Regions from separate parts of the Mus musculus genome. Here all the other regions are linked to region 1. The links are chromatin contacts, called in public Hi-C and HiChIP or PLAC-seq maps. All regions are on one chromosome and are shown on one strand. The core of a region is the stretch at or near the end of the contact, and the rest is flanking DNA. Distances in the headings are between cores, read along the strand shown.

The links. A called contact is a pair of places that touch in the nucleus more often than the background predicts. HiChIP or PLAC-seq counts read pairs in DNA pulled down with a chosen protein or histone mark.
Region 2: a contact with region 1 is called in an H3K27ac HiChIP or PLAC-seq map of microglia, with 5 times the contacts expected there. The contact joins two enhancer-like sites. A contact is called at or near these places in 1 of 484 Hi-C or Micro-C datasets (Th1 cells) and 4 of 115 datasets of contacts at active chromatin or transcription factors (embryonic stem cells, memory CD8 T cells, microglia and 1 more).
Region 3: a contact with region 1 is called in a Hi-C map of bone marrow-derived macrophages, with 19 read pairs. The contact joins two enhancer-like sites. A contact is called at or near these places in 7 of 39 promoter capture datasets (cranial neural crest, frontonasal cranial neural crest, hematopoietic stem and progenitor cells and 4 more), 5 of 484 Hi-C or Micro-C datasets (B cells, bone marrow-derived macrophages, cranial neural crest and 1 more), 20 of 115 datasets of contacts at active chromatin or transcription factors (the 230-238 cell line, bone marrow-derived macrophages, embryonic basal ganglia and 15 more) and 4 of 9 other capture datasets (adipose tissue, embryonic stem cells, liver and 1 more).

The regions. Positions count from the first base shown.
Region 1 is chr13:41,260,750-41,265,655 of GRCm38.p6, forward strand. The region is part of intron 1 of Smim13 (small integral membrane protein 13); the gene reads left to right. Among named protein-coding and RNA genes, the nearest start is that of Smim13, 13 kb to the left of the region's middle. Within about 2 kb of position 2,787, at least 14 of the 459 cell types and tissues checked have an H3K27ac peak or open chromatin away from gene starts, as enhancers often do. A contact at or near this core is called in adipose tissue, bone marrow-derived macrophages and microglia, where this site is marked.
Region 2 is chr13:40,919,268-40,924,173 of GRCm38.p6, forward strand. All of the region lies in intron 1 of Gcnt2 (glucosaminyl (N-acetyl) transferase 2, I-branching enzyme), which reads left to right. Among named protein-coding and RNA genes, the nearest start is that of Gm31683, 4.0 kb to the left of the region's middle. Within about 2 kb of position 2,239, at least 118 of the 459 cell types and tissues checked have an H3K27ac peak or open chromatin away from gene starts, as enhancers often do. A contact at or near this core is called in microglia, where this site is marked.
Region 3 is chr13:41,549,430-41,554,335 of GRCm38.p6, forward strand. All of the region lies in intron 2 of Gm32184 (a long non-coding RNA gene), which reads right to left. Among named protein-coding and RNA genes, the nearest start is that of Tmem170b, 54 kb to the right of the region's middle. Within about 2 kb of position 2,747, at least 33 of the 459 cell types and tissues checked have an H3K27ac peak or open chromatin away from gene starts, as enhancers often do. A contact at or near this core is called in adipose tissue and bone marrow-derived macrophages, where this site is marked.

The DNA of each region.
Region 1 (4,906 bases), core at 1,537-4,036:
GAGATCTTCTTTAATTTCTTTCTTCAGAGACTTGAAGTTTTTATCATACAGATCTTTCACTTCCTTAGTTAGAGTCACTCCGAGATATTTTATATTATTTGTGACTATTGAGAAGGGTGTTGTTTCCCTAATTTCTTTCTCAGCCTGTTTATTCTTTGTGTAGAGAAAGGCCATTGACTTGTTTGAGTTAATTTTATATCCAGCTACTTCACCGAAGCTGTTTGTCAGGTTTAGGAGTTCTCTGGTGGAATTTTTAGGGTCACTTATATATACTATCATATCATCTGCAAAAAGTGATATTTTGACTTCCTCCTTTCCAATTTGTATCCCCTTGATCTCCTTTTGTTGTCGAATTGCTCTGGCTAATACTTCAAGTACTATGTTGAAAAGGTAGGGAGAAAGTGGGCAGCCTTGTCTAGTCCCTGATTTTAGTGGGATTGCTTCCAGCTTCTCTCCATTTACTTTGATGTTGGCTCCTGGTTTGCTGTAGATTGCTTTTATCAAGTTTAGGTATGGGCCTTGAATTCCTGATCTTTCCAGAACTTTTATCATGAATGGGTGTTGGATCTTGTCAGATGCTTTTTCTGCATCTAACGAGATGATCATGTGGTTTTTGTCTTTGAGTTTGTTTATATAGTGGATTACATTGATGGATTTTCGTATATTAAACCATCCCTGCATCCCTGGAATAAAACCTACTTGGTCAGGATGGATGATTGCTTTAATGTGTTCTTGGATTCGGTTAGCGAGAATTTTATTGAGGATTTTTGCATCGATATTCATAAGAGAAATTGGTCTGAAGTTCTCTATCTTTGTTGGATCTTTCTGTGGTTTAGGTATCAGAGTAATAGTGGCTTCATAAAATGAGTTGGGTAGAGTACTTTCTACTTCTATCTTGTGAAAAAGTTTGTGCAGAACTGGAATTAGATCTTCTTTGAAGGTCTGATAGAACTCTGCACTAAACCCGGAAGAGCGTCTTATATATAGCCCATACCCACAGTGACACCCCTGTTCCAACAGGACCACACCTTCTAATAGTGCCACTCCCTGGGCCGATCATATATAAACCATCACGTGGCACTTCCCTGTGCTTTGTCGCAGTGACAAGCTCACAAGATTTGAAGCTTTAGGGCTGATTCAAAACTCACGGTGACATAGGTTGTACGAGGTTGGTAAGAGGAGAGGAGTTGTATTAATCTAGGGTCACACGCTCTCTTCTTCCCAAGTTGACAAGGTTGTGTCTGCTAGTTCAGCCTGAGCACATTGATTTGCAAGTGTGTACTACCAGAACCCAGGCTACTGCTATGTCTGGTGTGGAACTCTTTATGCAAACAAGGCAAACCTCAAAACTCAAAGTGATCCACCTGCCTCTGCTTCCTGACTGCTGGGATTAGAGGAATACACTATCACATGAGCACATGTAAGGTTTAAAATGTCATCAACTGACTAGTGCTAGCATTAATGCTGAAGATTCCTACTGGATTATTTACTAACTACAGAATCCAGCCCAAACTGCTGGTGCCTTTTTACAGACACTGAACAATCCTGTCAGTCAAATAGACCTGAAACTACAAAATCCAGAATACACTATTCAAAACAGGCATGGATGACCATGCATACTTCTTTAAGGAGCACCATATCCCCTCACCTAATCCCCTTCCACAGGGCCACACTGGGGACTGTGTGGTAGTGTGTTCAATGAGTTTGATGATGCTTTTCCTGAAACAGTGCCTCGTCACACTTCTGCCACAAAACCCTAGAACTTGCTATACTTAAATCATTGTTTCAGCTAAGTTAGCTATAAAATGAGAGTCTTTCTTCCTGGCCCCAAGCTCCCAGAATAATGACTCTGAGACTTAAAATATATTTACAAACACCTTGGCCAGGTTCCCCAGTTAGATCATAACTTAATATTCCATTTATTCTAATCTTAGTTCTGCCAGGTGATTGGTTACTTCTACTCATTCCCCATCGTGCTTCTGTCTGCCTCCCATATTCCCACGTGAATCCGCTACCCCCATACCATTATTCAGTCTCCCTACCGGATGTCCCACCTTCTATTTTCTGCTTAAGCTTCTAGGCCAGTCAGTGTTTTATTGACAGGTGCTGCATCCATACAGCACATAAGAGAGATCTCTACAGTTAGATTGCTGGCTCTCTTTAATTGCTGTAGTTTGTGTTTACAATCCCAGAACTGGGGAGGCTGAGGCGGGAGGATCTCAAAGTTTGAGGCCAGTCTGGGCTACTGTAGCAAGACCCTGTCTTTTTTTTTTTTTTTTTTTTAAAGATTTATTTATTTTATTTTTGGTTTTTCGAGACAGGGTTTCTCTGTGTAGCCCTAGCTGTCCTGGAACTCACTCTGTAGACCAGGCTGGCCCCGAACTCAGAAATCAGCCTTCCTCTGCCTCCCAAGTGCTGGGATTAAAGGCGTGCGCCACCACGCCCAGCAAGACCCTGTCTTAAAAGGGGGTGGAAGGTGGCAACTAACCCCTGTGGCTTCAGATCTTTGCATGTAAGGCTGCTTTTCCAAGTTCTTACTCAAAAAGTTACTTTCCCATCCCCTGCTTCCTCTCCATTCTTTAGCTATTGGCCCAGATCTTAAGCATAACTTGCTCACACTCTGGGCGCCCCTCCTGCCCCTCCTGCCCCTCCTGCCCCTCCTGCCCCTCCTGCCCCTCCTGCCCCTCCTGCCCCGCCCAGTGCAGCTTTCTGCTGGCCTCCAGTGCTGAACCCTCTTCCTTGGACCCTAACCCAGAGCATGACTCTCTTCCCCTTTTTCTGTGTGCTTCCTCCCGGCAGTTGCTGAGATTTACAGCACACAGTAAGTCACCTTTCATTATCCCAGAACCCAGGGCCTCTGTTGCCAGCCTGTTTTTCTGCCTTACATTGCTTATCAGTCTAAGGGTGGAACAAAGCCCAAACCTACCTTTTAAAAAGCTGTGAAGAACTTAGTGAGCCTTGGTGTTTGATTACATGTAAATAGAATTTCTCTCTTTCCTTCCCTTTCTCTCCTTCCTGTTTTTCTTTCTAAATGAAAACTGGGACATGGTGCAATACTCGTTTTCATAGAACAAGAGTAAGCAAGAAGTTTGTTCTGTGTGTGTGTGAAGGATTTGGTGAGTGAGCTGTGCTTCTGCAAGCTAGCTCATATGCCGCAGTGTCTAAGGGGATAAATACTTTTCAGTACAAACAAAGTCATCTGGGTCTTAGTGTTGTGTTTTCTTCTTGCATCCTCCTGTTCCCTCAATACACAAAACACACCTTGGAGATTTTCCTAGAACCCAGAGTCCAGACTAGGCCATTCTACTCTGAGGCTAAGTTGACATTGGGAATCTCATTGGGCATTGATGTCCTTTGTGTCTATGGTGGCTCTTGTGTTACAACCCACACACCTTATACATACCCTTGTCCCATTTAGTGTGTTTGTATATGTAATAGTATCTGAAGGGTGAAACTTTACATGCAGAGTGTACAGGAGTGTGAGCTCTCAACATATTCTGATTAAACAGTCCTAACGAGCAGACACAGCACAGCTTGAACTAGAGCATAATCAGTCTACCTAATCCATTTTCTGCTGTTACAGTAAAATCCCACACACTAGGTAAATCATGAATGATAGTTGTTTATTGAATGAATAGTTGTGGAGGACTGTGGTCTTAATACCTAGCAAGAGCCTTTTCTGTGCCATTATGGGATGGAAGGGCAAGCGCAGGGAGAGACAGACTTAAATCTCTCCATGTATTCCTTCTGGGCTCAATAACTCATTTCTTAGTATGTCATAATTCTTTTTATTGTTAAGATGTCACAAACATATACATGAGTTTTGGAGGGGACATTTAAACAGCTCTGGCCATTATATCACATATTACATCCACAGGCTTCCTATAACATCACCTAACTCTTTGGGGGTATTTGGGGAAATTTTTTTTTTTAATTGAGGTGTTAGATATTGAAATTAGGACCTTATGCATGCTAGACCGTGGACTATAGCCTCCAGTTCTGGGCAGGTTTATAGTCTTCTGTTTTAGGTGAGGTTTCTATTACTGTGATAAAACACTGTGACCAAAAGCAACTTGTCGGGGCGGAGGTTTATTTTAGCTTACAGCTGTAGTTGTCATCTGGGGAAGTCAGGGCAGAGACCTGGAAGCAGGAGCTGATGCAGAGGCCATGGAGGAGTGCTGTTTACTGGTTTGCTCCCATGGCTTGCCCAGCTGCTTTCTTAGATAATCCAGGACTCCCAACTCAAGGATGGCACTGCCCACGAAGAGTGGGCTCTTCCATATCAATTATCAATCAAGATAATGTACCATAGGCTTGCCCATAGGTCTGGTGGTAACTTTTCTCAGCTGAGGTCCCTTCTTCCTAAATAACTTTAGCTTGTGTCTAGAACTACCAGCATATCTTCCGTATGTAGTCATCATGTCTACATTAATACTAATGTGCCTCTTTGGAAATGGAGTCTTCTGAGGCAGTTCCTTGTCATTTCTTCCCTGTAAGCACTCAACTGTGTATCCCCCTTTATCCTTTTCTTTGGCCAGACGGATTGAGTCACATCTTGACATCCATTTCTATGCTTTCCAAACTTGTATGCACATTAGAGTACTCTATGGAGCTTCAAAAAAAGTAATAGCTAGGCATGGTGACACACACTTTAATCTCAGCTCTGGAGGCAGAGGCAGGTGGATCTCTGAGTTTGACGGTAGCCTGGTCTATATGACAGGTGGTGCTACATATTGTGACCCTGTCTTAAAAACCAAACAAAAAAATGAATAAGCACAGTTGCAAGTGTAGAATCCAAAATAAATTCAAGACCACCCAGCCCCTTCCCCCTTTGCAGGGACTTTCAGAAACATAGTGGTCAAAATGTCTAAGTCTACAGCTGCCAAAACAAAATGAACTGTTCTCA
Region 2 (4,906 bases), core at 989-3,488, 340 kb before region 1:
GGGAGATGGATTTAAAAAAAAAAAAAAGGCATTCTAGAACATATAAAATTAATTGTTGACCAGATTTCATGCAACATTGTGGGCGGGGCTGTTTTCTAGCACCCTGGAAATCTCTTTAGATGTTCACAAAGGCAGCGCTCTGATTCACTCTGGTACTCATGTCTCAGTTAATCTCTGTTGAACAAACCTAGCCCCAAGATTTTGTCGCCTAGAGGGGAGGGTAGCAGAGTAGAGATGGACACACAGGGGGTGCTTACAGCTGGAGACGTCCCAGTAGGATCCTCACCTTTCAGATTACCCTATTTATTTGGGGGGGGGGCGGGGTTTTAAGACAGGGTTTCTCTGTATAGCCCTGGCTATCCTGGAACTCACTTTGTAGACCAGGCTGGTCTCGAACTCAGAAATCCACCTGCCTCTGCCTCCCGAGTGCTGGGATTAAAGGGGTGCGCCACCACGCCCAGCTCCATCATTTCTTATTTGCAGTTCCTGTTTACAGCCTTGTGCTTCCGCTTCACCTCAGGGAAAGTCTTTTTGATGGTTTATGGTGATGTGGAAATGAGGCCAGGGTATGCAGTTGATAGTACAACACAAACAATAGCAGAGGCCACGAGCAGAACATTTCCATGTGTTCCAAACAGAAATTGGTCGGACTGGCTTTGTGGAGCTCCTTCCATGTATTGAACTCACATCACTAGGCTTCTGTTATCAGGCAGTGGGCACCTATATTTGCTGGGCTGCTTTCCAAAGTCTGCTTCCCATACGTTGCGAGGGCTACAATGGGAATGTCCCAGTGTACTGGTTTCCAGTATTGCACCGTGTGGCTTGTGGGTGTCAGTTGAAGGTAAGAATGGCCCTATGCTTGCCATTCTGGAATAGCTGCAGGTTCTTTCGGAGTGGCAGCCTTGTCTTTGGCTTGCCTTTGAGTGCTGTTGGAAGCTATCTTCATATCCGAAAGTGGACTCAAAGCAGTTAGACATATTTAGATCTCTGATAGTCCAGCATTTCTAATATCTGAACTAGAAGAGTAATCACAGAACTCGCCCGTGAGGCAGAAAGTGGACGGACCTGGTGGCTGGGAACAGATATATAGGCTGTCCCATGAGAGTTTCAGAGATGCCACCAAGATCACAAAGATGTCAGGTCACAAAGATTCCCAGGAGGGAATTCCAGGAGGAGGAGTAAGTGACATTCATTATGGTACCTTAGTAGCTCTGTTCCACCCATTTCTTTTTAAAAAAAAAACTGTATTGTGTGTCAGCTTATGATGATGTATGTATGGAGGCCCATGATGTATGTATGGAGATCAGAACATAGCTTTGTGGAGCTCGTTCCATGTATTGAACTCACTTCACTGGGCTTCAGTTATCAGGCAGTGGGCACCTATACTTGCTGGGCTGACCTGCCAGTCCGACCAATTTCTGTTTGGAACACATGGAAATATTCTGCTCGTGGCCTCTGGTATTGTTTTTGTTGTACAGTTTGTACAAGATGTTAGGTTTGTCTTCCTTATCTCCGCGTGCTTGAGAATGGAGCCTTGGTCCCAGGTTAAGCTGGAATCTGGCCCTAGACTGAAGTAGTCTGAAGTTTCGACTGTTTCTGTTACTGCAGGAAAAAGAAAGAATTAACTTTCTTCTTTGCTGCCTATCAGAAAGAAATCTTCTCCCAGAAAGGACAAAGGATTAGGGAAAATGAGGAGGATTGTGGAAGTAAGCTGTCTGACCTGGAAATGAGACTAACAAGGACGTGTGTGTGTGTGTGTGTGTGTGTGTGTGTGTGTGTGTGTGTTTGTATGTGTGTGTGTGTACATGTGTTGGAAGGCAGCAAGCATATAAGGCATTCTGTATGTGTGTGAAATAAGGTTAGCAAGGACGTGTGTGTGTGTGTCTGTGCGTATGTGTGTGTGTGTCTGTGCATGCATGTGTGTGTGTGTCTATGCATGTGTGTGTGTGTGTCTGTGCGTGTGTGTGTGTGTGTGTGTCAGAAGACTGCAAACACATGAAGCTTGTCAGGTGTCAGGGTCACTGTGTTAACTAGAGTCATAAGGTATCCTTTTTGGAATTAAATACCACCAGTCCCTACAGACTACTGTGCCAGCTTCCTTGTGTCCCCACCACTAACAGGCCTTCGTCTGGCTCCTCTTCTCTAAACCAGACAGTAGACATGGGGAATGTCTCATCAGTGGACATTCTCAGGGTCTGGGAGTGCAGCCAGCAACTGGGCCAAGACACTGTGCATTGCATAATCACTGTGACAATAAGAGAGATAGAGCATGTCCTTCTGTCATGTGTCACTTCCCCATCACTGTGGTGTGTGCCCTGACCTCATGCTTCACTCTTGCGAGAGAGACTTTGAGGATCAAGAGACAGGAGCCAAGCTGTCCAATTCCATACGAGATTCCTATTCCCTGTCTGTCTCTCTCACTCACGATCCACCCCTTATCTCTACGCCAGCCTCCACAGTGGACAAAATGCCATCAAACCGGTTATGATTCTGAAAGGAGATATTGGAAGCCAGGAAGTGGGTCTATCAGGAATTTCACAGGAAATGACTGACTTAAGCGGTAGCAGGTCACTGTCATCTAACCGCACAAAGCTGGCCCAGTCACCACTATCCACACAGTGAGCACTCATTAGGGAGAAGGATTTTTTGTTTTGTCTCTATGCATTTGTAGGATGCTTTCAGTAATAAATACAGAAACCTCTTCCTCTCTCTGTCCCCCCTCCCCCTCTCTCCTCCCTCTCCCCCCTCTACCTTTCCTCCCTCCCCCTCTCTCTCCCTCTCCCCCTTCCCCACCCCTCTGTTTTTATTTAGAGACGATTTTATTTAGTCCAAGATGGCCTGAGGACGACCTTGGAGTTTAGGTTCTTTTTCCTCCACCTCAGAGGCTGGGGCTGCAGGCTTCTGATTTTCTGCCTGCTTCAGGAGGTGCCAGGGCTTTGTGCATGTTGGAAAGGCACTCCGACCAACTGGACTACATCCTGGCTCCAGGAGATCTTTGTAAAGAGGAGAGAAAAGAAGGTGGCTCGAGGCCACCGCTCTCACCTAGCATGGCAAAGAAATCTTTACAAGTAATGAGTTCCCTTCCTTTATATCTCTTTGTCGGAGTGCTTGAGCCTCTGCGCCTGGCTTTAGTTCTCTTTTTCTACCCTCTGTGTTCCTGGGGGTGGGGGTGGGGTGGGGTGGGGTGGGGGAGGATGGGACAGAAGTTGTCAGTCTTGACTGGCAGCTAGTTCCTTCACCTGCCAAGCAGTCTCACTGGCCTGAGCTAGATTGACTCCATGTTTTCAGGCGTCAACAGTCTCTTCAGTTCTTCATTGTGCCAAAGCACTGTTCTATGAGCTGAGGATGCAGCCGGAAGTCAGAAGACTCAGCTCCGTAGTATTCACGTCTGCAGAGCTGACGGGTGAACAGTGTCTGTGGTTTTCTTATGAAGCTCGTGTCATTTCCCACCTCAGCCCCTCACACTGTTTGGCTTTGCTGCGGTTTTTTTTTTTTTTTTTTTTTTTTTGGTGCGGGAGGAAGCTTGGGGCTGGTTTGTTTGTTTGTTTGTTTGTTTTTCCTTTAATATCTGATTTTGATTTTTAAGATATTGGGCTCGAGAGATGGCTCCGTGGTTAAAAACACTGGCTGCATGTTCAAAGGTTAGTTTCCAGACCCCACATGGCGGCTCACAGCCATCCATTACTGCAGTTTCATGGGATCAGATGATCTCTTCCAGGGTGTAAATAGATGTACATATAGATAATATCCATATACATAAAATAAGTAAGTCTTTAAAATACATTTTTATAGTTGCCTTTAAGAAATAGGAGGGACTGGTTGTTAGCATTCTGTCAAAACTCCACCCCACGGTTACCCGGCAATAGCCAGGTAAGCCTGGCCCACTATAAGAGGGGCTGCTTGCCCCTCCTCTCTCTTTACCTCTTACTCTTGCTTCCCTCTTGCTTCTCTCTTCTACTCTTGGGCTCTTCCCTTTCCCCCTCCCTTTCCTATTCCCTTCCCCCCCCCCCCCTCTCTACGTGGTCATGGCTGACCTCTACTTCTCCACTCTCTCTTTCGGCATTTCTCTGCCTCTATTACGCTCTTAACTCCCCTCCCCATGCCCTGAATAAACTCTGTTCTATACTATACCGTCCTCAGGGTCCCTCAGGGTAAAGGGATGCCTTGGCATGGGCCCCCTGAGACACCCCCTTCCCCCACACCTCACCACACCCTCATAGATCATATCTTATATCTCTTTATCTTTTTATAAACACATCACTGGTAGTGTATCTCAGGGACCAGAGAACATGCTCATCATACGCAAAGCCTGCACTTCAACTCTCAGCACAAGAACTTAACTTAAAAAACACAAAGGAAAAACTATTCAAAGATTTGGCATTGTGAAGATTGTGTTCCGTCAGCTACAGAACCTAGTGCTACCTTGCAATTCCTTCCACGGGTGTTTAATTATTTTTATTTTTTTGGACTAATACTGCTAACAAAATACCATATAGGAAACACTACAAATAAATGTTTTATAAGCTCACTACAAATATAGCCAGTTTAAAAAAAAAAAAAAAAACTAAAACCAGTAAAACAGTCCTTGTTAAAACAAGGCCCCATGCTGTCTTTTGGGAACAAAATTCTCCATAATGTAGTCATTACTTAAATAGGTGGTAGGCAGAAGGCAGACGTGTGGGTAGCTATTTTAAATTCAAGAGCCAATTACTTATTTTAAAGCCTTTAAAAATCTCTGTGTACAGAGTGCTGGGAGGCTGGGTGACAGAGGAACTTTCATCTCAGTGTGCAATGGTGGTAGGTGTGAAATGTGGTCAGGTGGCCTTGTGAATACCTTCCACAGCTGCTTGAAGCTCTTCCGCGGTTTCCCCTTATCTTCAGGATCATGACCCTCACAGTAGCTTGA
Region 3 (4,906 bases), core at 1,497-3,996, 290 kb after region 1:
TGGGCGAAGTGTGGTAGATGTGTGCATACCTGTAAAGAGCGCAGTGTGGGAGGGAGCACCAAGGGCTCTGCTGCCACTAAACTTACTGAGCAAACAAACTCTTAATACTGAATGGTCCCAGGAGCAGGTGCGAGCACAGGTGGGCTGTGGCACAAGGAAAGTAGAAAAAGAAGTTCCAGTATATTTATATCTCCAAGATAACTCTTTAATTTCCAGCCCAGTGTGGTGATAGCAAAACCTTGGTTCCAGTATTTCTGGGTGTTAAAATATTCTCCATTTGGACACTCAATTCTGGGAATTCTTCGCTTTTGAATATCATGCTATCCTTATCTATTCAGCAGATTTAACCTTTGGATTCTGGGCCAGTGGCCTGAGAAACGTTTCGTCTCAGCCCAAGCCCTTGACTATGTGTTAGTGGTTGTCTGACAGTTGGGCTTTCGGGAACTGGCAAGTCCCTGACCAGACTGAAAAGGGCAACAATTTTGATGTCAGAGCTTCAACATGTAGGCAGGGTTTCCAGCTTGCATCTCGCAGTTCTCCCAATGCGAGAGAGGGGCAGATCACTTTCCATTGTCATCTTTGACCTTCCAAAGAACCCTGGCTTTTGTGGGACGTCAACCGAGACCTCAGAGACAACAGAGTGAACCCAGAAGGCGATTCCTTCTTCCAGAACCGAGCTAACCTAGATAAAGTGTGTCGCAGCCTCCCACCGGCTGTCTTCAGCCCATTGAATCCAGCGGGATATCGTCCACACTGCGGCTCACAGGTAGTGACCCTGAAAGGAATAATGAAGGGAAAAAGATGATGCTAACCCCAGATGAAGCATCAAGCTGCCTGAGGAATCCTGATGGTCTATAGGTTGATGATGAAGCTGAGTCTGCCTTCCTGTGACTACGTATCACCACAGAGCTTAATTGTCAGCTGGATAGAGAGACGGTTATGAGGTTGGTTAAGTTCAATTCTGGATGTGTCTGTGCGAACATTTCCAGAGAAGGCTGGCCTGTGTGTCAGTGAGCTGCCTTGAATGTGGGTGGCACCACTGTGATAGGCTGGAGGCTGGGACAGAGTAAATATTAAAGGGCAATTCTTACATGCACAAACCTTCTTAAGTGAGAACAGTTTCGTTGCTGCTGTTGCCTGCTGACAGCAAATACAAGGTTCATTAAAAGAAAATAGAAGGTTTTCTCGTGTATTTTCATATAACACACTCACTTGGGTTAGGCTCTCTCAACTTCCTCATGTCCCTGCCTCCACTGTCTTGTCAATTTCCAGCTTTGGGGTGTGGCCTCAGACCGACAGCTCTCCGGGCTTCCAGGATTTTTGCTTTGGTTTGAGCTGAGCTTGCATCTTTGCTCCTCTTGCTTGGGTTTCCAGCTTCTTGAAATGAGTGAGTACTTAATTCCCCTGGCTCTTCAGCCTGTCGACATGGGCTATAAGAATACTCAGCTCTGATCATATAAGTCAGTCTAATAATTTCTCTCACACTCATGAAATCCTCTCTCTCTCTCTCTCTCTCTCTCTCTCTCTCTCTCTCTCTCTCTGTCCCTCTCTCTCTCATGCATACATACACACTCCTACAGTCACACACACACAGCAATTGCCATGTGATTTCACTGAAGTACAGGTCTGCCTTCCCAGTCAGGATATGAAACGACAGCAGCAAATATTTCTGATGCGTTTCATTCCTCTTCTCACATCACTGCTGTACCTGGCTCTGTGACTCCATTCACTCCCGTTCACTATCGAATGAAAGCTATGGGGTGGAGTGAGACTAGAACTCACTGAAGAGTGGCAGAGATGGTCTAGAAGACGGCAGAGCCGAAAACTCAGGCTTGGGTAAAGAGTGTAGGAGAAAGATCGACAACCCAGCTCCGGGTAGACTATAGTAAAGGGGTGTGAGAGACTGGAGACCCCTCCACAGCACACAGAGTGCAGAGAGAGTCAGAGAGCTAACGCAGAGTCACAGAAAGTCAGTCAGGTCCCTAGAGCACTTCCAAAGGGGTAGTCAGCCAATGGGCCCAAATCAGCCAGTCACTTCTTCACTAAATTGCTTTCCATCTGGTTATTTTATTTTCACTACAGAAAAATAGCAAGTATAACAGGCATGCACCACCACCATCCCTGGCTTAGAACAAAAACAAAGACCAAAGACACCCATAAACAATAACTTTTTAAATGTGGTTATCTCCATCCAGTATAAACAGTAAGTGTGATGTTTAAGAGTCACATAAATAACAACCTCACTCCAACGTCCTGACTCTTAAATGGGTGGCAGGATCCTGGACACTTATTAAATCATTAAAGTTCAGTTAAGAGGCTAGGTTAGTTCAGCGGTTGGAATGTTTGCCGCTCCCACAGAGGACCTGAGTTTGGTCAACATCCACAGGCTCCTAACTGTGTTTGCAGCTCCAGGGGGTCTGACTCCCTCTCCTAACTTCTGAGGGAATCCTCACACACATGTGTGCGCGTGCTCAGAGAAGCTGGGCAGCCTTCAGGAATTGCATGTGGTCATCTCTGTGGGTGTGCGGGGATGGTGTCAGAGAGAAATGCGGTGGGAAAAATAGACGCAGGGCCAATTACAAATCGCCAAATGGTATGTAAGAAATGAGGATTTCGGTGCAGTCAGTGGAAAATTGTGAACAGTTTTTAAACAAGGAAGTGATGTTTTAAACAATAGAGATTATGAAACAGCATGAGAGGGGGGAGCATCATAAAAAGAAACTGGAAGACAGTCGGCTCATCAGCAAGCTGTGTAAGGGCCCGACAGGCAAGGTAGCTCCGAGAGCTGTACACGTAATCTCAGCACGGGGAGGCCAAGGAAAGATTGTGAGATGGGGCCAGCCTAAGCTACACAGGTAGACCCTTTCTCTAAAAATGAAGAGAAGAAAGGGAGTGGGAGAGAGACAGAGACAGACAGTGACAGAGAGCAAGAGAGAGCGAGAGAGACAGAGACAGAGAAGTGGAGGTCTCGTTGTATAACATGGTGGTGAAAATGATTGGAGGACTCAGAGGTAATTTTGCAGGAAGTAACTGCACTGTAGAGGAAGAAAATGACGGCCTGCTTCTTTTTCTTCCAGCGTGATCAAAGCTAAGGTATTGAGTTAGAGAAGTGCAGGGGATAAGAGGAGACTGGGGTATAGGCAAGAAGTCTGGGGTAAAATAAAGGCCCCTGATGTTTCCAGTAAGTGGGGAGAACTCAAGAGCAGACAGAAAAGGAGAAACCCCTTTAAGAAGGTGGTCGATGCAGGGATGGGGGAAGTCAGGAAACACAGGCTGGACGGTCACAGGAGAATCCCTAAGACTGTGGAACCAATGGCTTATGGAGTGACATGGTGGCTTCTTCCTCTTCCTCTTTCCTCCTCCTCCTCCTCCTCCTCCTCTACTTCCTTCTCCCCCCTTCTCCTCTCCCCTTTCTCCTCTTCCTCTTCAGAATTCACGTGGTAGAACAGAGCCTAAGGGTGGCAAAGGCAGTCAAGACGGAACTGGAACGAGCTGGTTCCCAAAGGAAGGCGAAGGATGGACACAGAGCTGAGTGATCAAGGAAGGGTACAACTCTCAAAAAAACAAAACAAAACAAAAACTAAGAAAAGAAAAAAATACTAAAATATACAAAAGTGAATCCAATTGGGACTCTTAAGAAACCTGCTAGAGTTTCTTCCTCAAATTAGCCATTGTTTTGTTGTTTTGTTTGTGTGTGTGTTTGTTGGTTTAATTCTTTCATCTCACATTCAACCTTGGAAAAAGAGTTTCATTTTTAGGAGGTATATGGCTCCTCGGGAGTCCTCGTGCTGTGCTCGCGAGTAAGACAGGGAGCCTTTTCTGAGATAGAATGAAAGCTGTTGTGACTATGTAGACACAGCTGGGTGTGTTCCAGAGTACTGGATCAGGCACTCAATCCAGAGGATCGCATGTTCCAACTAAACTAGGCTACTTAGTAGACATGGTAAAAGCACTGTTTCTAGGTGTTCATCAGAGTAGATGATTTCCACAGTCATGGGGAGGGAACTTAGGAAACTCATCCTCAGAGACTCTGAAAAACCAAGCTAACCGTATGGGTCACCTTGCTTGCCTGTCACTTCTAAAACAAGATGTTTGAATGTTCTTCGTGGTCCAGAGCTTTTCTGGATCTCCTAAGTGGAAACGATGGCGCCTCCTGGCTTTTCCCTGCCCACATCTCCACTGAATTTACCTGTAAACCTTGCTCTGCCTGCATCCTGGATCTGTTTCCTCCCATCCCTCCCTGACACAAAAGCAATTTGGGAAAGAGAGGCTGTGCCCCCCCCCCCCCTCACAGTTTGAAAATAAAGCCTATCACAGTGGCAGGAGGCATGGCAGCAGGCCTGTGAGGTAGCTGTTCGCATTGTATCCACATTCTGGAAGCAGAGAAAGATGAATGCTGAACTCTCTGCTCAATTTCTTTTAGTGTCAGGTAGGGCGTCAGCCTCTGGGACAGTGCTCCACAAGTTCAGGCTGGGGCTTCTCTTGTCAGTTACATCTCTCTGGCAACGTTCTCAGAGACAGGCCTGAGTAATCCAAACCCAGCCAAACTGACAATAAGGATGCTCCTTCACTAAGTCATCCAGGGTAGAGTTGATGTCTTTTTAATCTGTACATTTCAAGATTTAGCACCATAGGAGCATCAGTAAACTCCTAATAAGAAACATCAAAAGATGAAGGAACCAGATTGTCTTCTGAGAGCGTGAGGGAGAAGAAGTTTTGAAATGGGGAAGGGAACAGCCAGCTGCCTCAGAACTGTAAACACACTCTTGGAGAGAAAGCTACTGTGCAGGAGATGGGTGTTTTATCATGTTGGTTGATGAGCACTGGCTGCAGCCTGGTAGCTGATAGAGACCTGGCCCTATATAAAAGAAAGGAGCAAAATGAAGGTTTTCAGAGATCTTAGATA